4 separate regions of the Mus musculus genome follow, and all the other regions are linked to region 1. The links are chromatin contacts, called in public HiCAR-type and HiChIP or PLAC-seq maps. All regions are on one chromosome and are shown on one strand. The core of a region is the stretch at or near the end of the contact, and the rest is flanking DNA. Distances in the headings are between cores, read along the strand shown. Region 1 overlaps Sgk1 (serum/glucocorticoid regulated kinase 1). Region 2 has its middle 56 kb from the start of Gm5420. Region 3 has its middle 53 kb from the start of Platr6. Region 4 has its middle 31 kb from the start of Platr6.

Region 1 (2,519 bases), core at 8-2,507:
TTGCATTGTTTGGATGGATTCATGACTGGCCGCACAGAGACTTGGGGAAAATGCAGACTATGTTCTCAGTGCTGGAAATCCAGCCCAGACCTTCACATGCTAGGGAGTCCTCCACCAGAAGTTACGAGCCAGCCTCAGTAAACTACGACCCGACCCTCCCTGAACAAAGAAACCAAAAAACTGGGCAAACTGAGCTGATCTTAATTCTTCCATCCAGGCTGTCCCCAATTCATAATCCTCCTGCATCAGCCCTGCTTAAGTGATGGAGATGGGATGGAAATTGTGTGCTACTATACTGAGCTTACCAAAAGTATGTTCACATTGATCCATTATTTTCCCCCCTCCTAAATCCAGTTTATCAATATATACAAAGTTAACACATGACACAATTTATGCAAATAGTTTTCAAGATTTTATTGCAAACCAAAATTGGTTTATCGCACACAAAAAAAGTTGTGTGGTAAGGAGGAGGAATTGTACATATTATAACCCATGTTAATTACAGTACATTAAAATGATGGTTTACAAATAAGCCTGTAAGTTTAAATATCTAGTGTTATAACCCAATGTACAGACTTCCTTTACACGATACATACAATAATCAGGAATGCAAAAGAATATGAACAAAGGGAAAAAAAACATAAATAATGCCCGTTTTATAGGTGACATTTTAAACAATGAAAACACCAACGGCTTTGACTGACAACTGGGGCATTGGTCCATAAAAACCCTTTCTAAAAATAGAAATATTTGTAGCAGCAATGCTTTCCTTAAGCATCTGAATGCTCGTCATTGCAAGACCGTTTCAATAGGTTTTAGTTATTAACTATATCTTACAAAACAGTCTACACATAAATTTATCTTCCAAATGTGGAAGAAACAAACAATGTCCCACATTGTAGTGTCCTGCAAGTGTCACATTGATGCTCACAACAAAACCGTCTGTGATCAGGCATAGCACACTCACGCCACTGCACACACGGGAAATCCGCCAAGGGAAAAACAAAACAAAACAAAAACAAACAAACACAAACTGAACACTCTGCGATAGGAAAAAGCTTTGGAGCTAACACGATCTCAGAAAAGGCACATTGCAGAATATTCTTGATCACAGCTCAGACAGACCTGCGGGGATTCCTCTTAGACCTGCATCTTCCTTCTAACTGAGACCAAGGTGTCTGTCTCAGGCGGCACTCTCACGCTCGCTCGCCTGGAGCTAGCACCACGTTGGAAGGAAGAGAAGAAAAGAAGACCTCACAAGCTCATTGAGAGGAGGGTGTGCTCTTCGGAAAGCTCCCATCAAGCAGCGCGCGCTGCGTCGCGCCACGCCGGGCAGGCGAGACTGCCAAGCTTCCAGGTGTGCAAATTCTTTTAAAATGTTCTGTCAGCTGGCAACTCCACCAAAGGCTAACGAAAACACTTTAGGAAACGCTGAGGAAGTCCTTCAGAACCATCCCGGGAGCACTCAGAGGAAGGAATCCACAGGAGGTGCATAGGAGAAGCCGAGGAAGGCTTCTGCTGCTTCCTTCACACTGGCCGTGACAAGGATGCTGTCAGGGGACCTGCCGATGGAGCTGGGGACCGGCTCCTCGGTAAACTCGGGATCGAAGTGCCGAAGGTCACTGGGCCCACTCTGTTACAAGAAGGGGAAATACACTCAGCGTCAAAAAGGGCACAGGGCAAAGGACAGGGAGTCCTTAAGTCCTATAATCCCCCACTAGAAGCTTAATTCTAAAGGCTCCAAAGTTCCAGAGGGTATCACTGATAACAAGGTCTCACTATGTAGCCTAGGCTGGCCTCAAACTCTACCCTGCTTCAGTCTCCTGAGGTACAGGTATTAAGGTATGTCTCTAGGCCTGGAAATTATAATACATGTATTTATATTCAGTGAGCTAGCTGGGATAAAAAAAACAAAAAATATAACTCTCCTATGGGATAATGAGTCTATGAGTTAGATAGCATCTGGTACTTATTTCTTCAAATTCTGACAGGAAAGAAACCTGGGTCTCGCTATTCTTACACCAGAAACACACAGATACTTACCACATTTGGGTTAAATGGGGGTGTAATCTTCTTATTGATGAGATCATCCCAGTTAATTAAAGAGAAGAAAATATGACTCTTAATCTCCATCTGTTGGAAAGAAACATATTCATTTAGATGCGGAGAACTCAATACAAGGTCACAAAGTCAACCTTCTTCCCCAAGGTCCCATGACAGCAGGACAACCAACACTCACAAAGTCATCCTTGGCACCCAGCCTCTTGGTCCGGTCCTTCTGCAGGAGGCCTTCCAGGAGGTGCCTTGCCGAGTTTGTAATATTTGGTTTCAACTGGAGAGGCTTGTTCAGAATATTGTCGTACATCTCAGCCGTGTTCCGGCTATAAAACGGGGGCTGGAAAAGGAAGGGAATTCCTTCTGAGTCAACTCAAGTTTTGTCTAGTGTCTACTAGATATAAAGTGCTGAGTTCCGAGTATTAAGCTGGCCCCTTCCCTGGCTATCTTACAACCCCTACTGG
Region 2 (2,519 bases), core at 14-2,513, 250 kb after region 1:
CTGTGGACCTCTGTGGGGCATGTTCCACTTGTTAATCGATGGAGAAGGGTCCAGCCTACTGTGGGCAGCACCATCCCTAGGCAGGTGGAATACACGCTGTCTTTGAAGCCAGGTAACAAGGAGCATCCTCCACGGTGCCTGCTCTACTTTATAGGCTATGAAATGAGTTCCTGGGTTAGAGGTAACAAAGTGTGAATTGCAAGCAGGCCTGAGTTCAATTTCTTGCCTTGAGATCCTTCCATGATAAGCTATGGCATAGTAAACAAAGTCAACCCTTTCCTCCCCTAAGTGGTTTTGAGTAGGGTGCTGTTTTATCATAGCAACAGAAGTGAAAGTAGAAGATGTAGCTATGAAGTGTAATTTTTCATAGAGTAGATGTGGGACTTTGATTTCTAAAGCTATTCTGTGTTTTGTTTCTGCGATCTGTGAAAAGACAATAATCTGATGTGTATCCTCGCTTAGAAAGCACAGTTTATGTTCTTAGGAAAGAAATTACACGGTGCCTTTAGAGCCCGATTAACACCCACTGGGAGAGCATATTCGTGAGTCGTCACAGGCAGCATCTTACCTCAGGAGAGACTTGGTGTGTGTGTGTGTGTGTGTGTGTGTGTGTGTGTGTGTGTGTGTAGGGGAGGGAGAGAGAATGAAAGGAAGGGTACAGGCATGCAGAGAGAGAAGGAAAAAAAGGAGGAGGGGAGGAGGGGAGAGTGCAAAATGTCTGAATTATATAGGGAAGAGCCTCTGGGGAGATTTCAAGGGTGTTCATGAACTCCTAGGTGGGTTGAGAGGTTTTAATTTCTTGATGGGTATAGTAGTTGGGATTAGTTAGGACGCAAAGCCTCCCATGAGACACAACTCAAGAGAAACGGCCCATGTCCTGTCCTTTGCTAGATGCTGTCCAAACAGTCAAAGAGGCAGAATAATGACGTCAATCAGTGCGAGTTGCATGGGTGTGGGAGTGGGGCACAGATGGCTACATTAATGATGAGTCTGTAAGGACACGTCTTCTGTTGTTTGATTTCTCCTTTCAAGACTTTTTAGAAAAAGTTAAGAGTTACCTCGTTCTTATTCAGAGCACTTGACGACATCAAATATAGCTTTATCTCTGCCTTGTTTGTTTGCTGGAGAGGACTCTGGTAATTCAACTCAATGTCTAACACCTCAGCAGGAGAACCTGCTGTGGCAGCTGTTGCGATGTCTTCCCTCATCCTGCTCACGTCTGACATTTGCAAGGCAGGATCTGATTACAGCTAGCAACTTGAAATTAAGGGGACAGGGAAGAAAATACCAGGAGACGTGGAGTGAGCAAGGGGTGAGACAGGCTGCCGTGTGCTCCCATTTCAGTCTCCAAGAAGCAGGCTGGTGATCTGGATCCTGAGCCTCCCGCGGTGGCTTCAGATCTGCTCAGCTCAGCTCAGACTTCACACGGCGTCAACCCAGGGGTTCCTCTGAAGTGCCTAAAATCACAAGAGTACGTGAGTTCATTTACCAGAAGGTCTGAGAAGACAGAATGGGAGGAGCTAAGACATTATAATCTGCCATCGGAGAGCTCCACATACAAGTCACTGATCTATGCCCAGGATTCAACTCCATCAAAGTTTTCTCAAAAACTTAAAATTTGTTTCTACTTAGATGTACTTCTCCATCAGTTTTATGATCCATAACTAAATATTTAGCCATCATTTCTCCAGATAACCTGTGTAAATTTCGAGTTTCCCTTATGAAATCTTTAAGCCCAGGGGAAAAAAAACATAATACTAATCATACAAGAATACAGTAAGTATGTGCACAGATTGTCTTGTAACTCTCAAAGTGCGTTCACATAATACAATCACATTCCTGGGCCCAGCAGGGATGTCCAGCATCCAACCCTCCTCCTTTCTCCTGAAGTTTCTTTGTGCTAGTGATTGGTAAGCTGAGATTTTACATCCTTAGAGGTGATAAAAGTTAAATGAGAAACAGGAGGCTGTCTGTAGACGGAGATCAGACTCCAGGAAGGTTGCCTGCTGGGCCATTGTTCGTCTATCTCACCTTGGATAAGCACAGACAATGGCAGACCTCCCTTTACCGAAATGCATAGACTAATCCACACACCCAACTCCTATGGAGCTACTGTAAGGATCTAATCAGACAATAGGTGAGAAAATCTTGTCCAGCTGCCAAATGCAAAATAAATATTTTTAATATTTTTTTCTGCACTTCATCTTCTTTAACATTTCTGACCTTAACTTCAACAGAAGACTCCATCTACCAAAGAGTAGAAAAGACAGGTTTTTTGTTTTTTTTGTTTTTTTTTTATTCCTTAGAGCTTGCCCTAGTGGTCTCCTTTATCATCATCAAAACACAGAGGTTTGCATCTGGGAGCTATATACTTAAGTCTCAGTGGACTGGCAGCTGAGGTCAAGAGAAAACCAATATCCTATATGATCTTCACAAATATGGTTTTACTCTAATTTTATTTAATCGAATTAATTGATTGAATTTAATTAAGGGGGGGTTGAATCTAGAGTCTCATGAAC
Region 3 (2,519 bases), core at 12-2,511, 190 kb after region 1:
ATGGGCGGCGCCATCCCCTAAGCTCAGATCCAGGCTGAGGAAAAATTGAAAAAGGAGAAAGCCATCCAACGACCTGCAGACTTTTTCCTCTGCTGCCACATATGAGCAAAAGGTCTTCCCCACCACTGCAGAAAATACCTTCAGCACATGATCAAAACAGACGCTCTTCCTTGGTTGCTTCCTACCAGGCATTTTGGCATAGCAACAAGACAAGGTAACCTATTCAAAGACGTCACTCATTCTGTTCTCACCACCCCAAGTATTGTATTGTCTATGCTCTTGTTAACTTGTAAAGAAACAAACTCAATCTCATGCAGTCTTGTTTTGTTTTGAGACAGGGTCTTATGTAGCCCAATATGGCATCCAACTCACTCTGCAGTTGAACATGAAAAGACTTTGCACTCCTAAGCTTCCTGCTTCTGTCTCTCAAGTGCTAGAATTACAGGCATGTGCTACCAGGCTCAGCTAATTCTTTGATACTATTCATATCAACTTATGCATTTCTTTTCAGACAGCTAAGAAGTTGTCAGACGTCACTGGGACTCCAACAGTCTTAAGAATGGCCACATCATGGAAAACCCCGGCCTGGTGCCTCCTCCTGTATGTGTAGGGAGGGGTGTTCAGTTCCAGAAAGGAAAAATGGAGATATGAAGCCTATGAACCCCTTTTATAAGAAAAAGCAAAACAGTAGTTGCTATATTCCAAAATCAATCTAACTTCTTTGCACTCACTTCTGCTAGGGCTGCTGGTTCCTGTTAACTAATTGTGTTAGGTCTTAGAACTCTCTTTCCTGATATGTACATTTTTAGTGGCCACTAACTTTTAAATCTTCCTGAAAAGTATCTTTGTGATGGGCAGGCAGAAGACTTATCCAGGTTGAAAATCACTTTTTCAAGTTCTCCGTGTTCCTGGGTACTCTGAAATCTTTTCTCTTGTAAATGTTTCCCTGTTCTCGCTCCTGTTTCTTCCTGGCAGAACCCCACAGAGAGGGGCTCCCAACTGCTCTGCTGACCATGCAGAGAAGTGCACACCTCGCTGAACTGGAACCCTTGCACACACCCTCAGCTGCACCTCAGCGGGACCCTGCAAACATGCTCAGCTCCTCTCCAAGGTTCATTCTCTGCGATGCCTTATTGCTTTATCTCTCTCTTGTAAGGAGCCACACCCACTCCCACACATCCACACCCACTCCCAGCAAGGAGTCACGACTTACCCTCCACAGAGAAAGCTGCAGGCGGCAGTTGCAAAGCACCTTACCTTCCTACCCACCAAACCCACCAATGGCTCCTTTGCACCTGCTTGCTCCCTTCCTGCCTGAACAGGAGCATACAGCTCTCCAGCTGTCAGAAGTTGGTCACAAGTACACAGAATCCTCTCCTCCGCCTCCTGTCCCCTCTTCCTCTCTTCCTCTCTTCCTCTCTTCCTCTCTTCCTTCCTTCCTTCCTTCCTTCCTTCCTTCCTTCCTTCCTTCCTTCCTTCCTTCCTTCTTTCCTCCTTCCTTCAACTACATCAAAACTTGCTTTGTTCTAGCTTAAAACATCACCCCAGCCCTCCTGTTGCTCAACTACCCTATGCACCTCTCTTGCACCCGCAAGGGGCATCTTCTCCTATCTCAGCCAGTCGATCAGAATGAATGTATTCACTAGGACTGGAGAAAGCTCTGGAAAAAGCTCCAAGTCTGAAGATGTCAGACTGGTTGGCCAGAGGCCTGAAAAGTTCCGTATTTGTTAGTTGATCTCAATCGCCTCTACTGTTCCCAGGGTTAAGGGGTGGGAACATTGCCAATCAAGTTCTGTAAGTAGTAAGCCGCTTTAAGCAATCAATTTTTTTGTTTGTTTGTTTGTTTTTTCAAGACAGGGTTTCTCTGTAGCCCTGGCTGTCCTGGAACTGTGATGATTCCAGAGACCAGAGTCTGGGATTGGAGCAGTTCAGGGTGTTAGCCTAAGGGGTGGAGCTACTTCTTTATGGGTGATGACACTCTGGTGCTGGTGACAGCACTGACTGTACCAAGGACTAGTGAACTTTATACTATATAACGGTTAACCTTATACTGTAAGAGCATCACCCAACTAAAACAATATAACTAAGGAAGAGCCAAACCATGGTAGAGGTCTTCAGCAGAAAACACTAAAATAGTCCTTTCTGGCTGCTCATGGAGAAATAGAAGCAGGTGATTGCTTGTGTTGCAATTACTAAGGAGGGTCTCTTGGTTCTGTCTTCTCAAAGGGATGAATTCAGTCAGGGAACATGAAGGGCTCACGCAGAGGTTTATTTAGCAAAGCAGCGGAACTTATTTAGTGAGGAAGTCAAAGTTTAATAAAGCGAGATGAAGCAAGCACTCCAGGGAGAGACAGGAGTGGGCTGCCCCGAGGTGGGAGCTGCCTGGCTGGTTCTGCACCGTGGATTTTGAAAGTGGTTTTAATGAAACTTAGGAGGTGGGTGTCATAGTCATGGGGTAAGGTGAGGTCTGTCTGTCCTAAACCACTGTGAATCGGGTCACTCTTTCAGAGTATTTTCTC
Region 4 (2,519 bases), core at 9-2,508, 170 kb after region 1:
CGCAGCCCAGGATGGCCTCCAAATTGCCATGTAGCATAGGCTGCCCTGAGCTTCTGACCCTCCTTTCCTGCCTCCCTCATTATAGGTGTATTATAGGATTCTAGGTGTGAGCCACCGGCCTGGATCCCACTTAGTTTTTATAATTAGGTTAGAAAAAATATAGATTAGGCCTATTTGCCTTATGTACTGAAATACCTCATTGTATCTTACCAGCTTTTTATAGTGTGTGATGCATATTCTTACCCTCTGAAGATTATGCACTTGTTTAGTTATTATTTTTTCCTTAGCTATGCTACTTTCTGTTCATTAACAAACCTCCTTTAGAAAAGAAGCAAAGGCAATAAGAATATGAGAGAGCTACTTCGATTTGCTTAATTTTCCATCTTATGTATTATTTATTCAACCACAAACTATGTTTTTAAAATCTCTCATGTCTCCCAAATATCAGGCACTATGTTACTTTTATTGTATTGAATTTATTAATGATTTATCATACACATAGCATTATGGATGGGATTAGGAATTGTACCTTGAGTTCAGGACTTTTTTTTTTTTTTGGAACAGCACACTTTAATTTTTGGAGTAATTTTGAAAAACTTATAGTTATTTAAATTTAAACCTTTTTAAGTTGCCATATTATCATAAAAATCAAAATATTAAGGAGTTGCAAAGGATCTAAATTCCACCATTTGTGACTGGGGAGCAAAGGAGTGCTCCCCAGTGGTGGTTAAAATGGAACATTTTCCCTAACAACCCCACCTAATGAACATTTATTAATATCCCTATTTGATTAAAATGTAATGAAGTTTTTCTCTTTAAAAAAAAAAAAAAACAGAGTCCAGAGGGATGCCGACATCCTGCCTCTTGCCACCATTTGCAAGTAGCTGAGTCACTTAAGGAACTTGTTCTGCCTCAGAGCATGGGTTGGGTTCGGCCTCAAGGGGTTTCCTGGAGAAGTTGGGAAAGTTAGAGGGGAAGACGGCTGGGGAACTCCACATGTTAAGCCTGAGAATCTCAAGGAGACAAAGCCAGATCCACAACTGCCCAGTTAATCAAGCTCTAGTTTGGGGTGCACCTAGGAGTGGCCAGCCAGCTGACTTACCCTGGGTTGGAATTTGAGGGAGCAGCACCTCCTGGTCTCTCGAAGCCCCTCCAACAAGGGACATAAAGTGTTCCCAGGAGCAAGAGAGTGGGTCTTATACACTGTTAGAAAGACACACTAAAAGCGAAGGACTGGGGAAGGATCATATCAGCTGCAAGCAGTTTACATCAGCTCTAAGAAACAGGAACTAATTCTTAATTACAAATAGAAACCTTACCTTGCAAGGACTTAATCCTGGACAAAAAAGGAAAAAAAAAAAAAAAAAAGAACTTTAACTAGGATTTAATACAACAAACAGGAACTGCTTTCAACTACAAATAGAAACTTTAACTTGCAAGGACTTAACACAGGGCAAACAGAAACTTAGTCTTAACTGTCTTAGACGCAAACAGAACCCTTAACTTGCAAGGTTCCTGTTTTGTCTTGCAAGTGCTGATCTGTTACAACCTCTTATTCTCCAGGAGAAACAATAGACCCGGGGAGGCCAGCACCTGCTGAGTCCAGCTTCAGGGTACAAAGTTCCAACGTCTTCCTGGAGCTGCAGATGTGGTGGTGTATGTAACCTTTTAAACCCCAGTTCTTGGGAAGCAGAGGCAGGTGGGTTCTGTGAGTTCCAGGGTAGCAAGTTCCATGCTCTGCCACCAGCCCTACACAGGAAGACCCTGTCTCAAAAAGGAAGGAGGAGGAGGAGGAGGAGGAGGAGGGGGAGGAGGAGGAGCAGGAGAAGGGGAGGGGAAGCGGAGGAGGAGGAGGTCATGGAGGAGGAGAAGAAAGAGGGAGAGGAAGAAACAAGGAGAAAGAGGAGGAGGAAGAAGAGGAGCAGGGGCGAATTGCAACAGCAGTACTAATAAATACCATATTTTATGTATTTTATATATACATGTCCCAAATTTAGTAACTTCTTTTCACTTATCTCTCATAGTTTTCACACTTTATTTTCTCCACACCATCTACACAGAATTTTATCTAAAATTTTAGATTAATTTTGTATTTTTTTAAAATTAAGGACAAAATTACCATCTCTTGTTTTGATTTGTACAACTAATTTCCATTTCACCAAGAAAATGGAAATAAATTCAATTTTATTTTATAAAAATGACACCTGGAAGGCTTCATTTTTGTTGCTCAGCATTGTAGGTAATAGAGTTTGATGAATGATGTAATCTCTAATAGTTTTAGGTGGCTCTTTGAGGTATTCGATCCCAGCTTTTAAGCCCCTGTTACAATAGTGAAATAATTTAATTCTGTGCAGCGCAATTATTCTCAACAACACAATAGCTTTTGGGGTGGTTGAACGTCCGTTTGTAAAGTACGGTTTGGAAGCAAGCCTCTGTGGGGAGGTGAACAGAGAGAAACACCGAGGGGCAAAGAAGAGAAAGAGAAACTTCTGACGTGTTTTAGGAACTATTCCTCTTTC

The links. HiCAR-type assays count read pairs that join an accessible place to other places. HiChIP or PLAC-seq counts read pairs in DNA pulled down with a chosen protein or histone mark.
Region 2: a contact with region 1 is called in an H3K4me3 HiChIP or PLAC-seq map of embryonic stem cells, with 45 read pairs. The contact joins two enhancer-like sites. A contact is called at or near these places in 1 of 39 promoter capture datasets (embryonic stem cells), 5 of 15 datasets of contacts at CTCF or cohesin (the NIH/3T3 cell line, embryonic stem cells, large pre-B cells and 2 more), 24 of 484 Hi-C or Micro-C datasets (the N1E-115 cell line, bone marrow-derived macrophages, cerebellar granule neurons and 7 more), 34 of 115 datasets of contacts at active chromatin or transcription factors (the NIH/3T3 cell line, astrocytes, bone marrow-derived macrophages and 13 more) and 4 of 9 other capture datasets (adipose tissue, embryonic stem cells, liver and 1 more).
Region 3: an H3K4me3 HiChIP or PLAC-seq map of embryonic stem cells shows a contact between it and region 1, with 30 read pairs. The contact joins two enhancer-like sites. A contact is called at or near these places in 1 of 39 promoter capture datasets (the 3T3-L1 cell line), 5 of 15 datasets of contacts at CTCF or cohesin (the NIH/3T3 cell line, embryonic stem cells, large pre-B cells and 1 more), 49 of 484 Hi-C or Micro-C datasets (the AML12 cell line, the AtT-20 cell line, B cells and 31 more), 32 of 115 datasets of contacts at active chromatin or transcription factors (T-cell acute lymphoblastic leukemia, a colorectal cancer cell line, craniofacial prominence and 16 more) and 4 of 9 other capture datasets (adipose tissue, embryonic stem cells, liver and 1 more).
Region 4: a HiCAR-type map of embryonic stem cells shows a contact between it and region 1, with 5 times the contacts expected there. The contact joins two enhancer-like sites. A contact is called at or near these places in 3 of 39 promoter capture datasets (the 3T3-L1 cell line and embryonic stem cells), 8 of 15 datasets of contacts at CTCF or cohesin (the G1E-ER4 cell line, the NIH/3T3 cell line, embryonic stem cells and 3 more), 90 of 484 Hi-C or Micro-C datasets (the BV-2 cell line, the C10 cell line, the C2C12 cell line and 36 more), 44 of 115 datasets of contacts at active chromatin or transcription factors (T-cell acute lymphoblastic leukemia, Th17 cells, acute myeloid leukemia and 19 more) and 6 of 9 other capture datasets (adipose tissue, bone marrow-derived macrophages, embryonic stem cells and 3 more).

What each region holds. Positions count from the first base shown.
Region 1 is chr10:21,997,774-22,000,292 of GRCm38.p6, reverse strand. Sgk1 (serum/glucocorticoid regulated kinase 1) reads right to left here. Exons shown (of 14, transcript NM_001161845.2): 12 at 2,240-2,395; 13 at 2,044-2,133; 14 at 390-1,633. The coding sequence ends at 1,466. Among named protein-coding and RNA genes, the nearest start is that of Gm34267, 60 kb to the left of the region's middle. Within about 2 kb of position 1,257, at least 41 of the 459 cell types and tissues checked have an H3K27ac peak or open chromatin away from gene starts, as enhancers often do. A contact at or near this core is called in the G1E-ER4 cell line and embryonic stem cells, where this site is marked.
Region 2 is chr10:21,745,730-21,748,248 of GRCm38.p6, reverse strand. No RefSeq gene overlaps it. Among named protein-coding and RNA genes, the nearest start is that of Gm5420, 56 kb to the right of the region's middle. Within about 2 kb of position 1,263, at least 27 of the 459 cell types and tissues checked have an H3K27ac peak or open chromatin away from gene starts, as enhancers often do. A contact at or near this core is called in embryonic stem cells, where this site is marked.
Region 3 is chr10:21,804,418-21,806,936 of GRCm38.p6, reverse strand. No RefSeq gene overlaps it. Among named protein-coding and RNA genes, the nearest start is that of Platr6, 53 kb to the left of the region's middle. Within about 2 kb of position 1,261, at least 9 of the 459 cell types and tissues checked have an H3K27ac peak or open chromatin away from gene starts, as enhancers often do. A contact at or near this core is called in embryonic stem cells, where this site is marked.
Region 4 is chr10:21,826,075-21,828,593 of GRCm38.p6, reverse strand. No RefSeq gene overlaps it. Among named protein-coding and RNA genes, the nearest start is that of Platr6, 31 kb to the left of the region's middle. Within about 2 kb of position 1,258, at least 88 of the 459 cell types and tissues checked have an H3K27ac peak or open chromatin away from gene starts, as enhancers often do. A contact at or near this core is called in the G1E-ER4 cell line and embryonic stem cells, where this site is marked.